Regions from separate parts of the Mus musculus genome. Here region 1 is linked to region 2. A link is a contact called in public HiChIP or PLAC-seq data. All regions are on one chromosome and are shown on one strand. The core of a region is the stretch at or near the end of the contact, and the rest is flanking DNA. Distances in the headings are between cores, read along the strand shown.

The links. HiChIP or PLAC-seq counts read pairs in DNA pulled down with a chosen protein or histone mark.
Region 1: an H3K4me3 HiChIP or PLAC-seq map of craniofacial prominence shows a contact between it and region 2, with 5 times the contacts expected there. The contact joins the enhancer-like site here to the promoter of Alx1 in region 2. A contact is called at or near these places in 2 of 39 promoter capture datasets (cranial neural crest and frontonasal cranial neural crest), 4 of 484 Hi-C or Micro-C datasets (embryonic fibroblasts, nephron progenitors and palatal mesenchyme), 1 of 115 datasets of contacts at active chromatin or transcription factors (craniofacial prominence) and 2 of 9 other capture datasets (adipose tissue and pancreatic islet).

The regions. Positions count from the first base shown.
Region 1 is chr10:103,137,381-103,142,461 of GRCm38.p6, forward strand. All of the region lies in intron 22 of Lrriq1 (leucine-rich repeats and IQ motif containing 1), which reads right to left. Among named protein-coding and RNA genes, the nearest start is that of Gm25376, 19 kb to the left of the region's middle. Within about 2 kb of position 3,386, at least 6 of the 459 cell types and tissues checked have an H3K27ac peak or open chromatin away from gene starts, as enhancers often do. A contact at or near this core is called in craniofacial prominence, where this site is marked.
Region 2 is chr10:103,025,185-103,030,572 of GRCm38.p6, forward strand. It overlaps Alx1 (ALX homeobox 1), which reads right to left and starts at 3,593. Exons shown (of 4, transcript NM_172553.4): 1 at 3,197-3,593; 2 at 1-255. The coding sequence starts at 3,422. It overlaps Gm34298, which reads left to right and starts at 3,801. Exons shown (of 4, transcript XM_006514426.1): 1 at 3,801-3,872; 2 at 4,017-4,154; 3 at 4,550-4,679; 4 at 4,925-5,388. The coding sequence starts at 3,801.

The DNA of each region.
Region 1 (5,081 bases), core at 2,136-4,635, 110 kb after region 2:
AGGTGTGGTGGTGCACACCTTTAATCCCAGCACTGGGGAGGCAGAGGCAGCCAGGGTTACACAGAGAAACCCTGTCTCGAAAAAAACAAAACAAAACAAAACAAAACAAAACAAAAACAAAACAAAAAAAGTAATCTTAGTCAGAAGATGCTCTAGTATAATGACAGAAATATTAATAATACAGTGACATTTTGAATGCATATATATTTTTCTAGGTGGCATTTTCTTGTTTGGGAGTCATGCTGTTTATTGGAAGATGATATAGTCAATACATCCTTGCTACACTACACAGAGAGCACATATGAGAGATGGTAGCATGACAGCAAGAAAATAGGTAATAGAATAATTCTACATGCAAAGTGGTGTTTTCTCCTTTGTCTTAAGTAATTTTTGTAACAAAGAAGTTATATGAATTCTTTCTTTATTTTAAAGTTAGAAATAGTATTAATCTAGCATATTAAAAGTGAGTCATTGTGAATATAGGGCCTTGTAATTTCCTCTTAATAAAAAAGTGGCTTTATGGAATGTGAAAATAAGATCAGGCATTGCATTATTTAGAGGTTTTTTCCTAAAGACTCAGAAGAGAGTGATGTAAGCACCAGAAGATGAAAACACATCTATTTTTTTTCTTTTAACTATCATATATTATTTGGAAAAAGCCAAAGAGTAAGAATCTTTTATATAATATCTAGTATAATAGAATTAAATATATCAAAGAGAAAAGTCAAAATCTTAATTAACAGCATAATTACCAAAGCACATTAATAGCTTAATGCAAGGTAGAAAGGTTCTGGCTGTACACTGGGAGGAAACAGAACAGCATCTGTGGAAGGATGTTCTGTGTTGAGCACTCTGGTAATCTGTAATAGTCTTCCAGCAGTAACTGAGCCCCATTGAGGCTCATTTGTGTGTTTATAAACGCTATGCTGAAATTATCAATCAGCACCTGGCTCCTTTCTGAGGTATCTGTGGCTTAAGGTACTATGAGATTTGGGAGATTTTGTTTGTTTGTTTGTCTGTTTTTACAAAAATTCACTATGTATTAGCAATGATCAATGCACAGACGTGCCATAGCACAGGGAGCATGTGTTGTATAAGCCATTCACATATCTGGAGAAATCTCAATATATGTCTAAGTCAATTTGAGAAGGTATAATTCCAGAAGCTTATATTACAAACTCAGTTTTGATTCACTACCTTAATGCCATTATTCTCACACAAAATATCATAAAAACGTAGTCATTGTGGATTTTTTTTTTAATGCCAGGGTCTCATATAGCCTAGGGTAGTCGCAAACATTTTGGATAGCCTTTAGCATCAACCTACTTGCCTCTACCTTCTGTGGGGATTTCAACCATACACAAATACGCACAGTTTTGTGAGCTGTTGGCTTCTGGCCCCAAGGCTTCTTGAGAATAAAACAAAGATTCCTCATGCTGACCAACTGTGTTCGCTACTTTTATATTGTTGTAATAAGACACCAAGACCAAAAGCAACTTAAGAAAGACAGGGTTTATTTTAGCTTATGGTTCCTAAGGGATAAGACCTCATTAGTGCAGACCAGAGTCATGGCAATCAACAGTGGCCATGGTCACAGGGGCAGGGTACTGGGAGCTCACATCTTGAACCAAATGCACAACACGGAGAGGCAAGATTTAAAAACCTCCTCTCCCTACGTGAGTTCTCTACACCCTAAACATCTCCAAACAGTGTTATCAACTGGGGATCAAGGGTTCCAATGCCTGAGACTGTGGGGACACTTCTGACTCAAACTGCTACAGTCAATTCCCTAGGCATAGTGTTATGTCTAGATATCATTTGAAATTAATACATTCAACTTCAAATGTTTTCACAGGTTTTTACAGTTCTAATACTGCTTGAAAGTTCAAAGTCTCTTCTGTTGATTCAAGGCAATCTCTTAATTGCAACCTTTTGTAAAATAAAAACACAAATTACATACTTCCATCATACAATGACATAGAAATATATGTGTGAATATATATATATATATATATATATATGTATGTATGTATGTATTTAGAAATATATATATATATATATATTTCTAAAAAGGAAGACTGGGGGCATAGCAAAGTAATACTAGCAAGACTGGATCCAAGCAAGGCAAACACCAAATCCTACAGCTTCATGTCTGCTGTTCAGTACTTTCATTTCAAAGGGCTAGGTAGATCTTTCCCTGCAGCTTTGCCCCCTGCAACATACATCTGTCTCTGGATGGCTCTGTTCCCATGGCTCCATTCCCTACACATAGCCCTTCTTGGCAGATAGTCCACAGCCAATATCTTAGAGCATCCTCTGAAGTCAGACTCACTCTAATACATTCACACAATGGTCTTCCCACCCCCCCCCCTTTTCAGGGTCTTCATATAGGAACTCCTTTGTCACATTCTTAGCATGAGACCATGGAGTGAAAATCCAGACTCTCTTGTGTCCATCATGTCTCTAAGACCAGCACCACTGGGAAAACACTGCTAAGTTTGGATTGGGATGGACTCTGGCCTCTTGAACCACATTAACACCAATATTTGTTTGCATATACAAGTACTAATTTAAATTTAACTTCCCAAATATAAATCTGCAATTTACTAAAGATCCACAAAGCCAAAAATACATAATTTTCAATGTTTATTCATAACTTTAATGTTGAATCAGGTGCCAGATATGTTAGTGGATTCTGGAAATTTTATAGGTAGAGAGACTCAACTGCTTTATAATTCAGAGTGAATTCTATTATTGTTTTTGAAGCACAACAGAGTAGTATTTGACTCAAATTCTTATTATTTCTAGACGTTTCGACATAAATAAAGTAAATCTTAAGTAAATCTCATTTTGCTCAGGTTTTGTCATTCTTGATCATTCTTGATCTCTCTTATTTAAAAATTCATTAGCTGTATTATTATTTTGGAAGCCCCTTTCCCACAACTCTTCATCCCCTTAAAGCACATAAAATGAGTGTGTTAAAATATTCTGCATTGCTTAATTCTAGGATATGATTTAATAATACAAAGTTGGCTTAAGCCTGTTTTATTGAAAGTAAAGCTAGCAACTACCCACTGAACAAGAATCATATACTTGATACATTCAGGAATTAAAAGAGCTGGTGAATCATTTTGATCCTTCTGTGTCACTCTTTCTTCAAAAAATATAGACCTGCTTTCACCTTTTTTTAATTATAAAAGCAAGTCCAACATGTATAAATTTGATATACAGATAGAAACATGCATTCTACACTTTCTACCCTTAGATTTTGCCAGCGTCTATGCACCCAAGTCTCTCCACTTAGAGCTTCTAAGGCGTGCTAGGCATCAAAACCAGCCACCCACTCCCTTTCCCTAGCCTGCTCATCTAGTCTTACTTCCAAATATGCTCGCTCCCCTCAGGTTATTGACCCAGCATGTTTTCAATAGACTTGGGCCTCTCGCCTTACATACGGTGTTCTTTATGGCGGTTCTGAATCTTAAACTTCCCTCAGTATCTGATAACTCCAGTTCTGGTCACCAAATTCTGAAATCTCTTTTGCGTGGAGGAGGACAGCAAAACAAACTGACAGACAATACACGGAACAGGACTAGTCACTACTGTTTTAGCTGATGTCAATCACAAGGAGAGAAAATTACTTACTAGGTAAAACAAAAACAACCCAGATCCAAATGTCAACTAAGTAAACAATAATAAAGTCACAAAATTTTAGACTGCCTATCAAGACCACCAAGCAATTCCTCTACCATCTTTCCATTCTTCCCTCTTCAGCTTCTCTTTATCTTTTTTCTATGCAAATAATATTTAGTAACAAAGAAGTAAGATGAAATAAACCAGGCTTGCTTCGGAGGCCTGCAATCTCAGCTAGGCAAGACACTGGATCCTGCTGCTCTTCAAAGCAGACAGCCTGATTTATACCAGCAGGTTTCATCAGCACTGGGGTTTCCCTAACCTCTGTCCACAAACTTTGCTCCCTTGTTGCTCCTCAACTCTGTTTCTTGATTAACCAGTTTCTTCGGCAGTTTTTATTCCCCATCTCTTGGCAATTTATTCCATCACCCACCGCTGTCTGAAATCGGTGGACTTTCTGCCTCTGCCATGTTTTCATTTTTGCATTAAATAGATATTTTCAATTCATATTTCTTGGCCAATACAAACATATAAAAATACGAACGGGAAATATGAAGTATTTTCTCTTGATCAGCCATGACTGGTATTTAATGTTCCTCTACTCTGTATGAATGCTAGGCCTCCTTGAGGACAGCTCTGTTAGAATGCAGAATAGAGTCGACTCCATTTTCTTACCAGATCCTGTCTCTGATATCCATCCTGACACCCTCAGCCAACAGAACTAGCGATTCTTACAGTACTTTTGTGGACAATGCTGCCCTCTCATGGCTTCCAATTTTCACGTTGGCAAACTTTCTGTATAAGATGTGCTTAGTATCCCCATTAATATGTTAACTCTCCTAAGTAAACATTTTCAGGTTTAGCGGAGTGTAGATATTTAAGTAAATACTTAAGATTTGTTTTAGAACATCAGTGGCTAAAATTTTAAATCATGGTTATTTTCAAGTAAATTAATGACACCTCACCATGAAAACTGGAAAGGTAAAATGGCTTGATTAAATTTTAATTTCTAAAAGAAATCCCATCACAATCTGAGTAAATTATCATCAAATAATTTACTCTGAGATGAACATAACATAAGTGCCATGAACATAATAGAAGATAAATAAAATAAAATATAAATAAATTCACTCAGGATGCTCTCTCTCTCTCTCTCTCTCTCTCTCTCTCTCTCTCTCTCTCTCTCTCTCCCTCCCTCCCTCCCTCCTCTCTCTTTCTTCTCATTTTTTTTTGAGGGGATGGGGTGTCCAAGACAGGGTTTCTCTAATCCACCTGTGTCTGCCTCCCAAGTGCTGGGATTAAGGGCGTGCGCCACCACTGCCTGGCTTATTCTCATTTTTAACCCTCTCTTATTCTAACTGATTTGTCTACTGTCTGGAGGGTATAGAGGAGAACCATGAGAACCATAAAAGGCTCATCAGTAAATTCTGTATTTAGGCAGTCAGATTTTA
Region 2 (5,388 bases), core at 2,343-4,842:
CATATACATCTGGGTAATGGGTTTTCTGGAAAACTTTCTCCAGTTCCTCCAGCTGCAAACTGGTAAAGGTAGTTCGGTGTCTCCTCTTTTTGCTGCTGGATACATTGCTGTCACATTTGTCCCCAAGTTCATCCAGTTCGCTCTTCTCTGGCATCCCTTTCACGGGAGACATCCTGAGATTGTTGCAGTTATCCATTGCTCTATTCAGCTCGGTGTGAAGGGGCTGTCCTTCCACTTTGGTGATTCCATAGTTCACTGTACTCGGGAAGGAAAACAGCGATACTCAGGGTGGTGAAACATACTTTGATGAAGCAATTAGTGTGAAATAATTTAGAGCATCAGAAAATAATAACAGCTAATGATTTATTTTGCCAGTATTAATTCTATCATCACATGATGTGCAATGCATTATTAATTCACTGTGGATCGGATTTAAAAAGAGTTCTAAACGTGTACGTGAACTCAGGACTTGTCAAAGTCCACAGATCTATTTTATATGGCTAATGTACTGTTTATGCATATAGTTTATAATCAAATTAAAATAGTCAAGGGAAAATTTGCTCCAGACTTAAAAAAAATCTAAACAGCCATGACTTTTTAAATATGGATGTACAAAACTTATAGCATATACATCTTTTTACATATGACAAAATTAAAGTCCTTCTGGTCTTCAGAAAAAATTTACTTCAAATTTAAATAGTATCTCTCTCCCAGTACCACCCACATCTTACAAAACAAAGCTGTGCAGAGACTGCAATGAGGTATGAATCCATTACATTGTACACATTCTAGTTCAATGAGTTAGTCGTGACTGAATTTAAGTTTTCTTCAGAAAGAGATCTACTATTTTTTTAATCCTTATCAAGTTCTGAAAGTACCTTTTACTAGAAAAGTATAAGATTTAAATACATTTCTTTACATTAAAAACGACTTCCATTCCTTGAAGACTTTATACTTCCGTTTAACTAGTGCATAGTTAGGACAATATATATATATATATATATATATATATATATATATATATATATATATATATATTGTTTACTCTAGGTACGCTTAGAAATGAAAAGCACAAAAATACAAAAATAAACAAGATAAAATTTAAAACAACAGTTTGCATTCTGTCAAGAGTTATGTCAATTTTAATAATTTACTTGAGATCGGAGTTCAAGCTTGCAGCATGACAGGAAACATATATTGCATCATAAAAATTTACAGACAGATACAACGAACATAAGGAAATAGTGCAGTTTGGGCTTGTGTTGTTGTTGTTGTTGTCGTTGTTTTGTAAGAAAAACAAAGTTAACCCAACCAGAAGAGTGATTTCCCAGGACTCATCTATTCTTATTTGCTTCTTTAAAAGAGGGTGGGGGGTGGTGGGGGGGAGGGGGATTCCTCTTAACTGTTTGAAGAACCTTTTTATGTGTTCCACGAATACATTGAATTTTATTGTCTACATAACATATATTGCACATCGATTTTATGCAAAGGAGGATGTGCTGTAAAAATAAATATGAAGACAGCTATGACTGATCAACAATAAGGTTTTGTCTTCGCAGACAAGAGTTAAAACCCGGGAACTGCGGCAATTAGAGGGGGGAGGGGAAGCCGCAAAGACGCTGGGGGCAGGACTGGAGAAAGACCGCTTTTTCTTCAACGTAGCCGATAACCATCCTTGTTCATTTTATTCCATATTTTCCAGTTAAAAATTCTTCCCAACAGGGTGATGAACATTTAAAAGTAAATGAAGCACTCCAAACCAATCACCATTCCTCTTTTCCTTTTCCCCGACAATTTAAAGCACGGTGGGGTTTCTCTAGCAGTTAACGCAGGCCACTACAAAACCATTTGTAAAAATCCTGTCAGTTCAAATAACTTCAGGCACGCATCTAAGAGAGCCGAAAACACTTAACACCACCGAAATGAAGCCAGGAAGCCAAAAAGTTCTTGTATGTAATATTGGTTGTTCCAGTCTTTCCAAATAAACGATTGAAATCCACTAAAAAAAAAACACGGGCATTTATTATGTGCATTTTTTGTTCTAACCGGCCAAGTCAAAAGTCGCCCTCTGCACTGAATAAAACGAGTAGAATGTGAGATTCGTTTAAAATCTGTATAGAGTGTTGTGCGAATCAGCTCCCGAAAGTGAAAAGGTCTTGCCAGATTTTTGAACCTCCATTAAAATAGGGGGCGGTGGCTTGTTGTAAATATTTCACACTTAATTCGTTTGTTGTTTTAAAGCGCCCCGCTTCTTTCCTTGCCATTTAAGGGCGGCGTATACACCATGATAAGGAAAAGTCCTCTTAGAATCATAAACCTGTTTTAACTGTCGGGATGTGAAATGATAGGGATTGCACTGGGCTACAAGATAGAAAAAGATAGATGGTTTGTTTTGATAACATTTTGACTTGGAGATAGTCTGGCATTCAGAGTTGAAGATTCTGTCCAGAAACACTCCGAAAGGCTCCTTAGGTGACATTTTATGTGGAAGAAGAAAAACAGACAATGCAGAATCCCCAAGTGAGTGGTTTTTATCCGGAATGCTTTGCCCAAAAGCTAAAATGATTAGGTTTTTTACCAAAATGTATGTTTGCTCATCACAAACGCAATAAAGAAGTAAAGAAAATCGGCAGAAACTTAAGTTCACACAAGCTAATATATATATAGCAACAGAGAAATACAATAAAAATGTCGTCACTCCTAGGACATTAAAAACGGTTTCGTAGCTTCCCACTCATGCACACATAAAAGAGCTCAAAGATTTTGGTTTTCCTGACCACTATGACATCTAGTGATGGATTTCACATCCCCGAGCCCCGGCATCCTGGAGGGTTCACAGCGGTGGTGCGGTATTTTAACTCAATTATGACTTATTTGGAGTCCTGTTAACCTACACTGTGATCCTGGTCAGATCCTTCTTGTCCAGTTGTGAACTCTATCCGAAAGTGAAATAGAATCCGGCAGGATTTAGCTCTGGACCCCGGCCGGTTGCGGGAGTCCCAGAGTGCGCGGCGCCCGGTCCCCAGCAATCTGGATTCCTCTTGCCACATTTCTTTACTTCGACCCGCACCGTACCTCACTTCGGGGAAGGATGGCTGAGACTGGGGCTCAGTTTGGAGCCCTGGTCAGGCCGCTAGGGAGTAGGGATTAGGATGGGGTTGGGGGCTGGAGGTCAGCCGGGGTGCTGGTGACTTACCGCTGCTGTCCTGACAGGGCGAAGTCCTGTCCAGGCGCACGTGATGCTCCGCTCGCGGCAGCGGCCCGAAGGCCTGCACGCATTTGCCAGCCGTCGCTTTGCCGTAAAAGGACTCATTGTCCAGCGTCTCCATAACGTGCTCCAACGCGCCTCCTGTGCCCATGTAAAAGTCACTGTTTTTACTTGGCGGGCTCTTCAGGGCAAACTTCTCGCTCAGAAACTCCATAATCCTGGAAAGGCTGTCCGCGAGCTCTCCGGGGCGTGCGGAGGCTGGAGGGCGCGGAGGGAGGAGGGAGCAGTGGGCGGGAGTAGGGAGGGTCAGAGAGGAGGGAAAGGGGAAGCGAGACCTGCGACGCCAGGAGCTGCCCAGCTCCCAGACTCTTAATACGTCCCGGCTGCAGAAGGGGCACCCGAAGTTGCTTTTATATCTTGAAACTCAGCTGGGCTCCTCCGGCAACCTCCCAGTCCTAATGAATATGAAAATAGGCAAGGACTAACTCCACCCCAGGCCCCCTCCTCCCCCACCCCACCCCCATCTTCCCTCCTTACCCAGGGTAGGGCGCGTCCCCGGCCTAGTTCAGACAGACAGTTCCATTTCAGACAAATGCCAGGAGAGACAAGGACACCCAGAATCGTAGTCGCCTCGACAGTGGGACTGGCATTGCCGAGGAGCCTGGTGAGAACGCAGAGCGGTTAACGCTCCACTCCCAGAGGCCTTGCCGGGCCATCTCCCCCACCCCCGCTACCCCCCACCCCCACTCCCCCAACACCCGCTGTACACCCCGCCCCCACCCCAGCCACTCACTCCCAGAAGATTTAGAGGCATCTTAAGAACTTGAAAGGAAGTATTGCTCTAAAGAGCTTTTATTTCATCCGTAAATCGTTTACATGGAAGATCCACATTAATCTGAGCCCAAGACGCCGGATACAGCGGCGGCTGTTAACCGGCTTGCTGGAGGTAAAGGGGCCGAGGTTGCCTCTAACCTAAAAGGCTGGCGTCGTGGCGGCCGCAGCGCTCTCCCTTACAAGGCCCTGGCCTTCTCGTTTGCTGTCGGATGCACCGGAGTAAGGATGCAGTGGCATCTAACGGAATGGAAGGTTGAGGGAGAGTCTTTGAATATTTGATTTTACCAATACCAAACAATAACCACCTCATTCTTGGTCCACACGAATCATTAGGACAAAATGTATTGTTGTTGTTGTTGTTATTATTATTACTATTATTGAAAATTCATAGAGACAAGTGGCCCTGAAACCCCTTTCTTAGTGGAGGTCAGAGGAACTCATCACGCAAAACAGCGTTGGGAGATGAATGCGGTCAGAGTGTTTTAACAAAAGTTGTACTATATACAGGTTTCAAGAGTTGGGGCGGTGCCTTCGAAAAGAGTGTTGCAGAAGCTAGTGGCTCCGCGGACTGGGGTTGGACTCACAGTTGCGGACCCAAAACCCTTCCTTGGTCCAGCTGACCGGGATGCTAGCGAAGGTAAAACGGCGCTTTGGAGATGAAAACCATTCTGCTTGGCCTTGTGCCCCACTTCAGCTTCTGAGGAGCCCGAGGCGTCTGAGGCGGGGGAGGGAAAAAAAAGAGTTCCTTGCCTTGGGCACACTCAAGAAGCCATTTGCAATAGATCAGCCAAGCTTGCAAATTTGGTGAAACTCCCCTACAAATTATGGACAAGGGAGGTCTCTGCCCACCGATCCTGACATAACCTTCCTCTCTCACCACAGAGGCCTTCCACAGCGGCTGCCCCTTTTCTCCGGGTTACGTTGGCAATTACAGCAGAGCCTTAGTCACTTCGGGTAACCTCGCCGCTGCGGGTGGCCTAGCCCTTTTCAGTCGGGTGTCTGTCCGCCAAGGTTCGGAAATTTCCACATTCTTCTTCGTCCTCGATCCACAGGTGGGACCCTCATTGACGCCCGACCTGGACACAGCTTGCGAGCAAAGATCCCAGGCACAATGTTCTGCACAACTGTTGCTTAGCACTGCCCCAAAGGCGGGGCTGCCAGTGAAAAATGAAGATTCCATCCGACAGGACCTGAGAAAAAGTGTCAGGAGCAGCAGCCATGTTCACCCGGTTCACCACATTTCCTCCCCAAGAACGGACCCTTTGCTGAGCTACCACCAATTGACACCGTTTTGCCTTTTAACGGGTTCTATGATATTTTTAATTGTTTTCTCCGGAGCCTTGAGA